2 separate regions of the Gossypium hirsutum genome follow, and region 1 is linked to region 2. A link is a contact called in public Hi-C data. All regions are on one chromosome and are shown on one strand. The core of a region is the stretch at or near the end of the contact, and the rest is flanking DNA. Distances in the headings are between cores, read along the strand shown.

Region 1 (5,457 bases), core at 121-2,620, 240 kb after region 2:
TTTTCTTCTAGGAGAGGATTTTGTCTCTTGTGCTCTGCCGAGAGTCAGCGTGGCATGAGCAGCTGTCCTGAGAGCCTGGTTCACAGAGCCGGGAGCTGCTCGACTGTAGTGGGGTTTGAACCCCTGACCTATGGGGTATAAGTCACTTGTTGAGGGATATGGTACCACTCTGGTTCAGTCGGCTGCCTGACTTGGAAGACTTCTCCCGACCCTCAATAGACTGTATTCATATCAAGTTCAATTTTGCAACAAAATATCACCTCGAATTCTCTTTCAACATTATGTCCTCCACCATCTAATTTCTTCACAGCAGCAAGAAATTTCCCATCAAAACATGCTTTATAAACACGTCCACGACCGCCTTGACCCAAAACATTACTTTCCCGGAAATTGTTCGTCGCAGCTTCCAATAACCGATACTCAATAACAGCTACTGAACCCTTTTTGCTAGCCATTGGTAATGAATTAAACTGATCCACAATTGGACTCAACGAAAGTGTTTTTGTAGGTTCTTCAGATTGCATATTAAAAAACCAAAACAAAGAACATAGTTGCAATCAACAGACAAGACTTTGAGACCAAAACACAAAGGTGATTGAGTAAGACAAAAAGATACCCAGATTCCGTTTGGCTTCCCCATTGGAATTCTTCATGATTTTGTGTCTACAAATCCAGAAATATAACAAAAAGAGCAATATCCCACAAAGGAGAGTGGAAGCAACAATTAGAGTAACAAGGATTCTCTTGTTCAAATCTTGATGGTGCACTACTTTAATCACTGCCATTCCTGCTTTACCATTAACATAGCGTTAAGCATTATATATTGTTTTTGATGAAGCTAGCACTTATCCCTAGTTTCCCAAAAATCTCAAATGGTCTAAATCCCAATGCAAAGCATCTAATTGTGGTAAAGCATTTAGAGCAATGAAGAAGAAATACCTGGGGAAACAGCTTCCATTTGTGAAGAAAAGGAAGAAACAGTGGAGACAGGTGTGGTTCTAGCAAGAATTACAAGTGATAACAAAGATAAGAAACATTGCCACATGGGAAGTAATAACAGACAGAGAAGATTCATGTCTCTCCACTAAGACAAAGAGAAGAAAGATGTTTGCTGTTTCACTTTTGAATCTAAGAAAAAAAATACCCTTTCTTTGGAAAAAGAAAATGTAAGAAAATGGAGACAAAAAGTGGTCAGTATTGTTGCAAGCAAACCAAGAAAAAAAGAGAAAAAGGAAGAAGAAAAAAGTAGAAAAGGAGAGATCTTTCTTATTCAATTAAATACCTATAATCTAATTGATTTTGTCACTTTTTGTGTGAATGTGTGTTAAAGAGAGAGAAAAGGGCAGAGATGGGGGATATAGACAAAAGTGAAGTGTATCCATGTGTGGCAGTTATGAAAAAGAGAAAAAATTTATGAAGTTATGTGAGTTTGCTTTGGATGGACAGTTGGAAATGGATGTGGATAATGGTAGTAAGCTAAGAAAGGGAAATGGAACATCACTCCTTTTTGTTTTCGGTTAAATTTTACTATCAGTCCCTGTATTTGTGAAAGTTATGGATTTAGATCCTATATTTTAATTTGGTTACTTTTAAAATTTCAATCATCACCAAACAGCAATTATTGAATTCATTCAGTTAAGTTCTGCTATTTTTAAAATATAATACTGCAAACATATTATCATATATGTGATGGCATGCCAGCTTATTATTTCCATATATTACTTAGTAAAAATTCAATTAATGGATTAAAATTTTAAAAATTGAAAAGTATAGGGACTTAGAATGATCGAACTAGAGAATATAAATTAAATCTACTACTATACACAAAGTAAAAGACTAGTAATTTAACCAAACGAATTTAATTGTTACTGTTTGAGTCAAGACTAAAATTCTAAAACTCAAAAAGTATAGAGACTAAAATTCATCAATTCAAGAATGAAAAGGACTCAAATTGATCAAATTAAAATATAGGGACTAAATTCACAAATTCTATAAAGTATAAGGACTTAATGGCGGAATTTAACCTTTTTAAAAAAAATTTCAGCTACATTCCTTATTAGCTAGGTAGTGTTCATCTGGTCCCTACGGGACAATCGATACATACTGTTTTTATTATCTATCAGTATTCTTAAATAAAATTTTGATTCGGGAAAAAAAATTAGATTTTCAGTTTGGTTACAAAACAAATTAGTACACTATTTTGACTCTTTCTATTTCATCTAACTGGACTTGCGTATAGATATTCAATCATTCAAAAGGTGTTTTGAAAAAATAATAATAATTAAATTTCAAAAGGAAAATTACAATTAAAAATAGATACTTTTTTTTAATAAAAAGTTCAGGATTATTTGATAACCGGATGAAAAAATTTCAATCACTTGAAAATTAAATATTTAAACACGTTTGGTAATTTATAAATAAAAATAATTTTATAGAATTTTTTAATAAAAATAAAAATTAGATAAAGAAATATGTTTGATAAACCATTGAAAATCAATATTTAATAATTATTTTAATTTTAATTTTAATTTTTTACTTAACATAAAATTTTCAAAAAAAAATGTTGAATAAGATAAGTAAGTATGTAACACCCCAAAAATTATAAGGTTAGAATTAACAATTTAGGTAGTAGAGAGCTTAGAAAATTCTCTAGAGAACCAAGGTTTGAGCTTCACTCTTTCCATTTCCCTTTATTTTTTCAGTAATTAAGGAACAAAATCAAGTTAGTATACATATAAATGTAGTAGAAAATAATTAAGAATGGATAGTATTCCAAATGGTAAGGCCTTAGTATAATTCCCCCTTGCATCAGGTTCAAATCATGTGAATTCTTTTCCATTTGTTTTAAATTTTGGTATAATGGTTTATTTCCCAAATCAGCCCTTAAAGTGTGAAAACCTTAACTATTTAATTCATATTTTTCCTAATCACATGTGGATTTCTACTTCTTTTTCAACCCTAATTAGTATTTCTCTTCGTTAAATACATATTTTTCTTTTATTTCCTCTTTTCTTTTTCATAAAATTCTCCATATTCTTTTAATGGAAATTTTATTTTTGAAACCCGAACCCGAAATCAACCTTGTTTAATATGTTCTTCATGTCGATTTAGAGTAACGATGTCAATTTCATTTATAACGTGCCAAAATCGGTAAGCATTCTTATTTCTAATTAAGAAGAACCCTAGAATTCTTGAATAACATCGTTCTTGACAATTTTCCAAAATTGATTTCGAATCTTTTACGAGTTTTTCCGATAATCTTGATAATTACGATAAATCTTGAAAGTTGATATTAATTCTTACATATTTGTCAATCGAAAGACCCGTTGTAGGTATCCTAAATCAAATTTGGATGTGAGGATTGTTGTTTGAGACCCTAAAAGTCAGATGTGTTTTTTTTTACGAGAAAATCGAGGTAAAACTGAACCCAGCTAGACCACACGGCCTACCACATGGGCATGTGGGCTACCCGTGTGGACTGCACGACCACACACATGACCATGCCACCCCTGAAACCCTAGGTTTTCGCTTCTCACATGGCCTAGAACCTTTCATACAGCCTGTCACATGGTCACGTCTCCCCTGTAAGCTGTTTTTTCGAACACAACACGGCCACAGCCTCTCCACGCGACCGTGTACCCCTTCCACATAGCGGTGTGTCCCTTGGAACCAGAATTTATAGTTTTGACCTAGATTTTACAATTTGTTCAGATTAGTCCCTGATTGATTCCCAAATTTTTTTAGTATTTTATTTTATTCAATTAAGCCCCTAATAATATGAATTCTACTAGAATCTTTGATCTAATTGACTGAATTAATATTACATATACATATTTGCATGAATTATGAATGAACATGCCTATTGAACCTATATTTGCGATTGATTGTACAACATGCCTTCTGTTACCATTGAAACCAAACATTTAATAAGCTTGATTTTTGCTATTGAAATGATGTGTGATAAACATATTATTTGCTATTGCATTGAACTGTTATAAGCATATTGATTGTTACCATATTGTTCTGTTAAAAGCATAATTAAATGCTACCGTATTGAACCATTTTTGAACTTGCCTTATTACATTGCATGGGGTGGGATGTTTTGAACAAAGGAAGTAGTCGGTGGTTTATCTGCTCGATCAGTGGTTTATCCACAATTTATTGATAATTAATTGTGACCTATCCCATGAGTTAATTTTCTAAATGATTTGTGATACATGCACGGATGGGGTGAAATTTATTAAATTTCATTCACCGAAGCTGCCAATTTTTAAGTTTGAGAAATCAACAGACTTTCGACAATTTTATGGATGGGATCGAGGCATTTCTAGGTTGAGATGTCTCATGGCGTTCAAATATTTATCTCTTATCTTCGAAACACACTTTGAATCACTTGATTTTGAATTCAAGAGCTCAAGTTATGACCATTTTAGTGAAGACTACGCGAGCAAAATTTCTAGATGAGATTATAAAGAAAATTATGAGTTTTAGGCTTTTAATTTAAGTTTAAATCATATTGGGTTCTATTTTTAGGCTTAGTTTTTATTATATATGAGCTCAATTTTGTATTTCTTAGGCCTTATTATTTTATTATTGCGAATTTTTTATAATTATTAAGTATTTTAAGTTATTTAGGTTAACAAGAAAGTTTTGTTTAAAACTACTTCTTATTTAGATTAATTAGAGTTTCAGTATACTTTAGAGTTTTATTTGGATGTACTTAGCTAGCCTATATAAAAGCTTCTTCATTGTTCATTAAGGAGACAATTGTTTTCATTAATAAAATTTTCAACTCTAGGCGTTTGTTTATTGTGCAAGATTTCTTTCTTATGATTTTTAGAAGTAGTTTTTTTCTCGATTTTCTTCAAGGGGTCGTGGAAATTCATGCTGCACCCTTTAATTAGCCAAGGATTATTTCTTGTAGGGTTGATTAGAGCCATTAATTGAGTTTTTTGGGATTTATATCTTAAAGGGTTCAATTGGACATTTATCCTTCTATCTATCATATCCATCGGTTTATCGTTCTATCTTCCACTTTACTTTAATCTATATTTTCACTATTTAGTTATTATTTTTAATATTTTTCCTTTATTTTTTGTTAAGTATTCTTTTTTTTCTTATTTCCTTTGTTATTTTCTAAATTTGTTTATTTCTTCTTTTAGATCAAATTCAAATCTTTCTTTTCCGAGTCAAACAGCTTGAATCTGATCTTTCTTCAGCTTCCTTCGCTCCAATTCCGTATCATTTGGTATCAGATTCGGGCATTTCAGGTGTTCTTTGTATACTTATAAAGTTATTTCCAACGAATAATTCCAAAACAATGTTTTTTCTTTTTATCTAGAAATTTTCAGAAAAAAATATTTTTAGTGTGTAACACTCTCCAAACGATTTGAAATTTTACATGCTGATTCATGGAACTCTCTTAGAATATAAAAAAATATTTCCCACAAGAAAAAG
Region 2 (5,956 bases), core at 127-2,626:
ATGTCAATCGAGCTAAGATTCAGTTGGCTCAATTTGATGGTTTTAAATTAACATGAAATAAAATTTTAATGACACAATTTTAGCATATTAGATGACGATACGTTCCGTCATTAATTATGTGACTAAGTTTATTTTGTCACTATAAGTTGAATATTATTTCCTTACTGATGACAAATCAAATGACAAATTAGTGTATAATTTGGTGACAAAATTATCTCTCACCAAATACTTATTAAAAGGTGACATTTTACATTATTGTCATTAATGACATTATATTGTGACAAAATATAATGTCATTAATATCGTGACAATCCCGTCACTTATGCATTGAATGTTATTCATTATTGGTAATGATACCAATGGTCAGTGATAAATATTATATAATATGATGACATAGTTTGTTGTCACAAATACTAATTACAAGGTGGCAGTATACATTATCGTCACCATACTTTCAACAATATGACAAATAGTGATAAATCATCACTTTTAACCTTTAGTGTGACAATGAATTTTGTGTCACTAAATACAAATAAAGACATAAATGTAATTATCAGTGACTATTTCCTATGCCACTAATACATAAATTTGTTGTAGTAGATGAGAAAGAAACCTAAACAAAAACAATTGAAAAGAGCTATTAAGCAATTCTGATCTTACCTCTCTATATTAACAGAGAAAGGTCTAAGATAAGATTTAAGCTTGTGTAAATGATGGACTACTTAATTCGGAAACAACTCATCCCATAGAACATTATACACAACCCAATCTAATCTGTCTACCAAATTACCTTTGTTCCATGCAAACATTGGACTAACAAACTCCATGTCTTGCAAATTATGCTGAAATAAGAAATCTTAATATAAAGTATGACCAATATTAAATTTATCAACTCCACATTTCATTTCCAAGCTATTTAGAATAAAATTTAAATCCTTTGCAATCAATCATGGGTCAGACATATTCTCTGTTATCAGATGGAGACACTCCCACATCAGTCTCCTCTCAATCTATAGGGACTCCCATAAACAACAATAAGAAAGAAGATTGCTACATGTTTGAATTTTAAGAAAGAAGATTGCTACATGTTTGAATTTTGGTTTTAATCACCTCCTAAGAGATTGAATTTTTCCATGCCACCCAAAACCCTTCAAAATAATTAACCTCTAAGTTCAACACGATGAGAACAACCAAAGCCCATATTTCCAATTACTTTATCTAAAATTTCTCCACTAATCTAGATTTCAATAAAAGAAAAAATCTATGGTTAGTTAAGGCTAAAGTAATCAATACGTTAAAAGTAGAAGATTTAATAACATGACTGTAAGTCTCAAGAAAATCTTAACTTTAAACTTGAGCATGCCCTTTGCCAACCAACCTTGCATTTTTACTTTGAACAACCACCTACACCCTATTGCTTTCTTTCCAGGAGGAAAAGTTACAAGTGACCGAGTTCTTTAGCAATAAGGGCATTATATTCAACCATAACAGCCTCCTTCTATGCAGGATTGCTTGATCATTAGTAGTCAAATAAATGTTATGTTTGAACTCTCCTTCCTGTTTCTTGTGATAATGGAGTGAGTGTTAATTAATACTCAGCAAGGCTCTTGAATTGCTTCATGGGGAGTCTCGGAAGGCATGGTAGGAACAACTGATATTGTATCGGATCTGTTAGGAGAAAAAATTAGTCCACAAGAGAACTAAAATAATGAGCATTACCAGTGGAAGGTAATATTGAATCTTATGTCTCTGAAGGAGAGCTGCGTTGACTTGAAGATACCTCAAATGAGTGCTTAATCGAAGGAAAAACTTGTAGAGACTGAAACCAAAACTGACCATGCCTAGTTAAATTGGAATTTGTGAAGGCTCTTCAAAAGGAAACACATAATCCTAAAAAATGACATGCCTGGAGATCAATACTCGTCTGCTGTCATTGAGACATTTATATCTGTTAAAAATGGCCAACCATGTTGCTGTTATGTTTTTGTTAAAATGCATGCCAATATGATGATTTTGTTGAGTGCATACAGCTTGTATACATGCCGCAGTAATTGTGCATGTTGCAGCAACATATTTTCTATTTTAGTTGCAATGTAATTTAGTTTGATTGAAAATGAACTTAGTTGTTGATGTTTTGATGGGTTTAGGTGATGATTGAGCTGATAAGTCAGCTTATTCATGTGTACAAGTAATGTTTTGATAGTCTCAATGTTGATTAGTGGGATTAGTTGAATATTTGGTGATGTATTTTGATTATAAGTGTATTGTTTTCATATTGAATGAGAAAGCATATCAGTTGTGTAAAGCAGATTGCTTCCCTGCTGCAGGTTTGTGAGCATGTAAATTATGTCAAGTTTCTTGCTCCTTTGTTCTCTGTCTTGTTCTCTTCTTTTGCTGTTGTCAAAACCCCAACAATATCCATAGTGGAGTGGGCTTATGAGCATTTTATGAGCTCAAATGAGGAAAACACTAGGAACTAAGGCTGCGTTTGTTTAGGGGTAAAAGCTTTTACGAAAAAGCTTTTCAGCCTTTTCCCATGTTTGGTTGGCTAAAAATAATTTCTCATTGTAAAACCTTTTACAAAAAACGGGAAAAGAAGCGTTGATTTTAGTAAAATGTCTTACCGATTTTATTTTGGTAAGACGTTTTCCAAAGGTTTTCTTCCCCAGTAAACTTACCTGAAGCTTCTTCCTCTTCCCCTTCCCCTTCCCCTTCTCATTCTCTTTCCTCCTCACCCATCCTTTGCACCCTGATCTACTGGTTGCCGTCAAACAAACAGAACCCTAACCTGACCCTGGGTTGGTCTGGTCAGTCTTTCTGAAACCAACATCACCTTCCTCTCTTGGATGGCCAGAACCCAAGTTTAAACCAGACCCCACGATCAGACCTGTTTCAATTGAAGACCAAGCCAGGTTTGCCAATATGCAAATGCAAAACAAGGTTCTTAACAGTTGCAAAGAGTTTTTCAAGAACAGGGTTCGTGATGAAGAAAACGATGATGGTGATGATGATGATTTTAATGAAGAAGAAGAAGAAAAGAATGAAGTAGACATGTTTTTTATGAGAATTTTTGTGAATAACAGTGAGTTGAGGGGCTACTATGAGGAGAATCATGAGAAATGTGAGTTCTTTTGCTTGGTTTGTGGTGGCATTGGTGAAAAAATTTAGGTAAGAAATTTCAAGTGTGTGTTGGACTTGTACAGCATTATATGTCGATTTCGAAAACAAAGTGTAAGACAACCAATAGAGCTTTTGGATTGGTTGTTTGTAAAGTTCTTGGTTGGGACATTGATAGGTTGCTTGTGATTTTGTTGAAAGGAGAGCCTTTGAGTCGTATTTTGGCTAATTCAAGCGAATCACAGGTAAACTTCTTATGTTTATTTGCATTTTAATTGCCTAATAATTGTATCAATCATGAAGCTGTATGAGTGTTCGATACATGGTATAGATTGTTTGAATTGAGTAATTTGTAGAATTTACATTGATGATTATTGGTTATATGAACATCTATGAATGGTAAAGTTTGTAGTGTTAAGGATTTATGTTGAATTGATGGTCTGTGAGGTGATTGAGTTTTTTCCCTTACTATTTGCTTAATTAGTGAGGAATTTTGTTTAATAAGTAATGGAGAATTGGATGTATAGTGAAATAAGGAATTGTATCCTAATGGTGTTAAGTGCAGAACACTTTGCAAGGAGAATGTTCGAATAAAAATGTAGAAAATCTTGAAACTGGAAATTCAAGTGGCAAAGTCCAGAAAGATGCCTTTGATTCTCTGGTGAGAGTTCATCTCTTTACTTTTTCTGTTAGTGTTTTTATGGACCATTTGCAATGTTGTGATGGTAGTGATCACTGCATGATGTGAAGTAAAAATAGTTGTTTTATAGCATTGTAGGTGTGGGGTTGGCATTTCATGGACAGTTGAGCAGGATTATTATGTATGTCAAATAAGACTTCAATTTTACAGCATGATAAATTAGATTTTGTGATGACATTCATATGAATGCTTTCTTGTCTTTTATTCATATGGTTTTCCAATTTCACAATGGAATATACGTAAATAATAATGAAACCTTGGTCTTAAAATTTTATTTTAGGAAACTGATTTGCTTAAAATTATATCTTGATAAATTACACTTTGTAATGAAATTCAAATTGGATGTTTTCTTTGTACTGGCAGCTCGATAGATTCATACCAAATCGCTCAGCAATGGACTATGATTATGCACATTACATGCTGATTGAAGGGAGGAAGATCAAAGAGAACAAGACAGTTTTCTCACCAGCCAGGGACGCCTATAGGATGCAGCTAGCCGAGGCCTTGAACATGAATAGGACTTGAATCTTGGCTTTCAAGAACAAGCCACCAACACCTGTTGAACTTTTCCATTGGCTTGAACAATTCTGAAGTACAGTTATGGGATTCTGCTTCAAATAGGCAGTTTTGTATAAGCTCTAAATATTAGCAGTTTCTTTTTGTTTTCTAGTTCTGTCATTTATTCCGACACAAACCTTTATTTTCTAATGCTTGCAGTTGCACACTCTGAGAGGTTGTCACCGATCAAGAGTGGGTTCAATGGCATGGAACATTCACTTTCTTACAACTGGAGGAATGGATGGTATGATAGTTAACAATGATATAAGGATTAGATCCCATGTTGTTAAAACCTATAGAGGACATCGGCAAGAAGTTTGTGGGCTGAAATGGTCAACTTCTGGAAAACAACTGGCCAGTGGAGGTATGATAATCTTGTTCACATATGGGATATGTCCAAGGCATCTTCAAATTCACCAACACAATGGATACACAGGCTAGAGGATCATACATATGGGATATGGGACATGGGATATGTCTAAGGCACAAGAGTTGGCAAAAGAGAAAGCTGATATTGCAATCAAGAGTCTCCACTGTCTTCCTAAAAGTCTTCAAATTATACATTTGTTTGAGAAAAATAATTTCTCTGTTAAATTAAATTGATGAACAATAAAGTTTTTGTGGTCATCAATATTAAACTAATAAACTTCCATTATGTATACAAGGAAAACTTATGTTACAGGGGTTTCTCTTTTTCATCTTAAAGTATTTGTGTTTGACGTTTATCTGAAAAAAGTGTGAATAGACTTTGGTTGTTTTCAATTTATAAGCGTTAATATTCTAGCTTAATAATTGAGTATTATTATATATTAAATTTGATTTATTTATTTATAAATAAATCATTGCAATATATGTAAAAATAATTTAAAATATAAATTTATTAATATATATATAAATTTATTAATATATGTAAATACAGCTTTTCCGAAAAATATTTTCAGGAAACCTACCAAACAACAGAAAATATTTTACACAGATTCATCCAAACACTGGAAAAGTAAATCATTTTCGGAAAAATAAATTATTTTCCAAAAATCATTTTCCAGAAAACATTTTACTGGCAAACAAACAGAGCCTAAATAATTTGAGGAATTGATATTGAGAAGGCTTGTTGTAGAGCTTCTCATGAGGTAACAAGTTTTCAACAACTCTGGTGGGAAGTCTGTTAATTAGATATACTGCACTGAAGAAAGCATCAGACTAAGGCTTCCTTTGGATCACCAATTAACACCAGTGTGATGGAATCTTAAGGAATAATACCTTTTTGCTAGAGTTTTTGGGTGTTTGGAACACCAATGGTTAGGCACGTTTGGAAAGCCTCACCTCACTGAAGCTGCAATTTTCAACTGGAGCTTAAAGCTCCAATGAAAAAACAGCAACCCCAGTCAACCTGGTTTTTTATAATTTTAACCTTTTATCTAATGTATGTTTGTACTACTGATTTTTTTAAAATAGTAATTATATATATTACCATTATAAAATTAATATTAATTAATTAAAAATAAACATTTTAATAAACATATTTTATTAAATGAATTTATAAATTTACGTATTTTTCATTATTTTGTAAAACTAAAATAA

The links. Hi-C and Micro-C count contacts between places; a contact is called where the count stands out from the background.
Region 1: a Hi-C map of leaf shows a contact between it and region 2, with 2.2 times the contacts expected there. The contact joins the promoter of LOC107934632 here to the promoter of LOC107934631 in region 2. A contact is called at or near these places in 10 of 34 Hi-C or Micro-C datasets (anther, callus, hypocotyl and 1 more).

What each region holds. Positions count from the first base shown.
Region 1 is chrA06:125,477,300-125,482,756 of Gossypium_hirsutum_v2.1, forward strand. It overlaps LOC107934632 (probable receptor-like protein kinase At1g80640), which reads right to left and starts at 1,371. Exons shown (of 10, transcript XM_016867106.2): 1 at 940-1,371; 2 at 617-787; 3 at 261-511. The coding sequence starts at 1,075.
Region 2 is chrA06:125,233,716-125,239,671 of Gossypium_hirsutum_v2.1, forward strand. LOC107934631 reads left to right here and starts at 1,377. Exons shown (of 5, transcript XR_005928941.1): 1 at 1,377-3,168; 2 at 3,296-3,362; 3 at 3,683-3,778; 4 at 4,181-4,414; 5 at 4,535-5,054.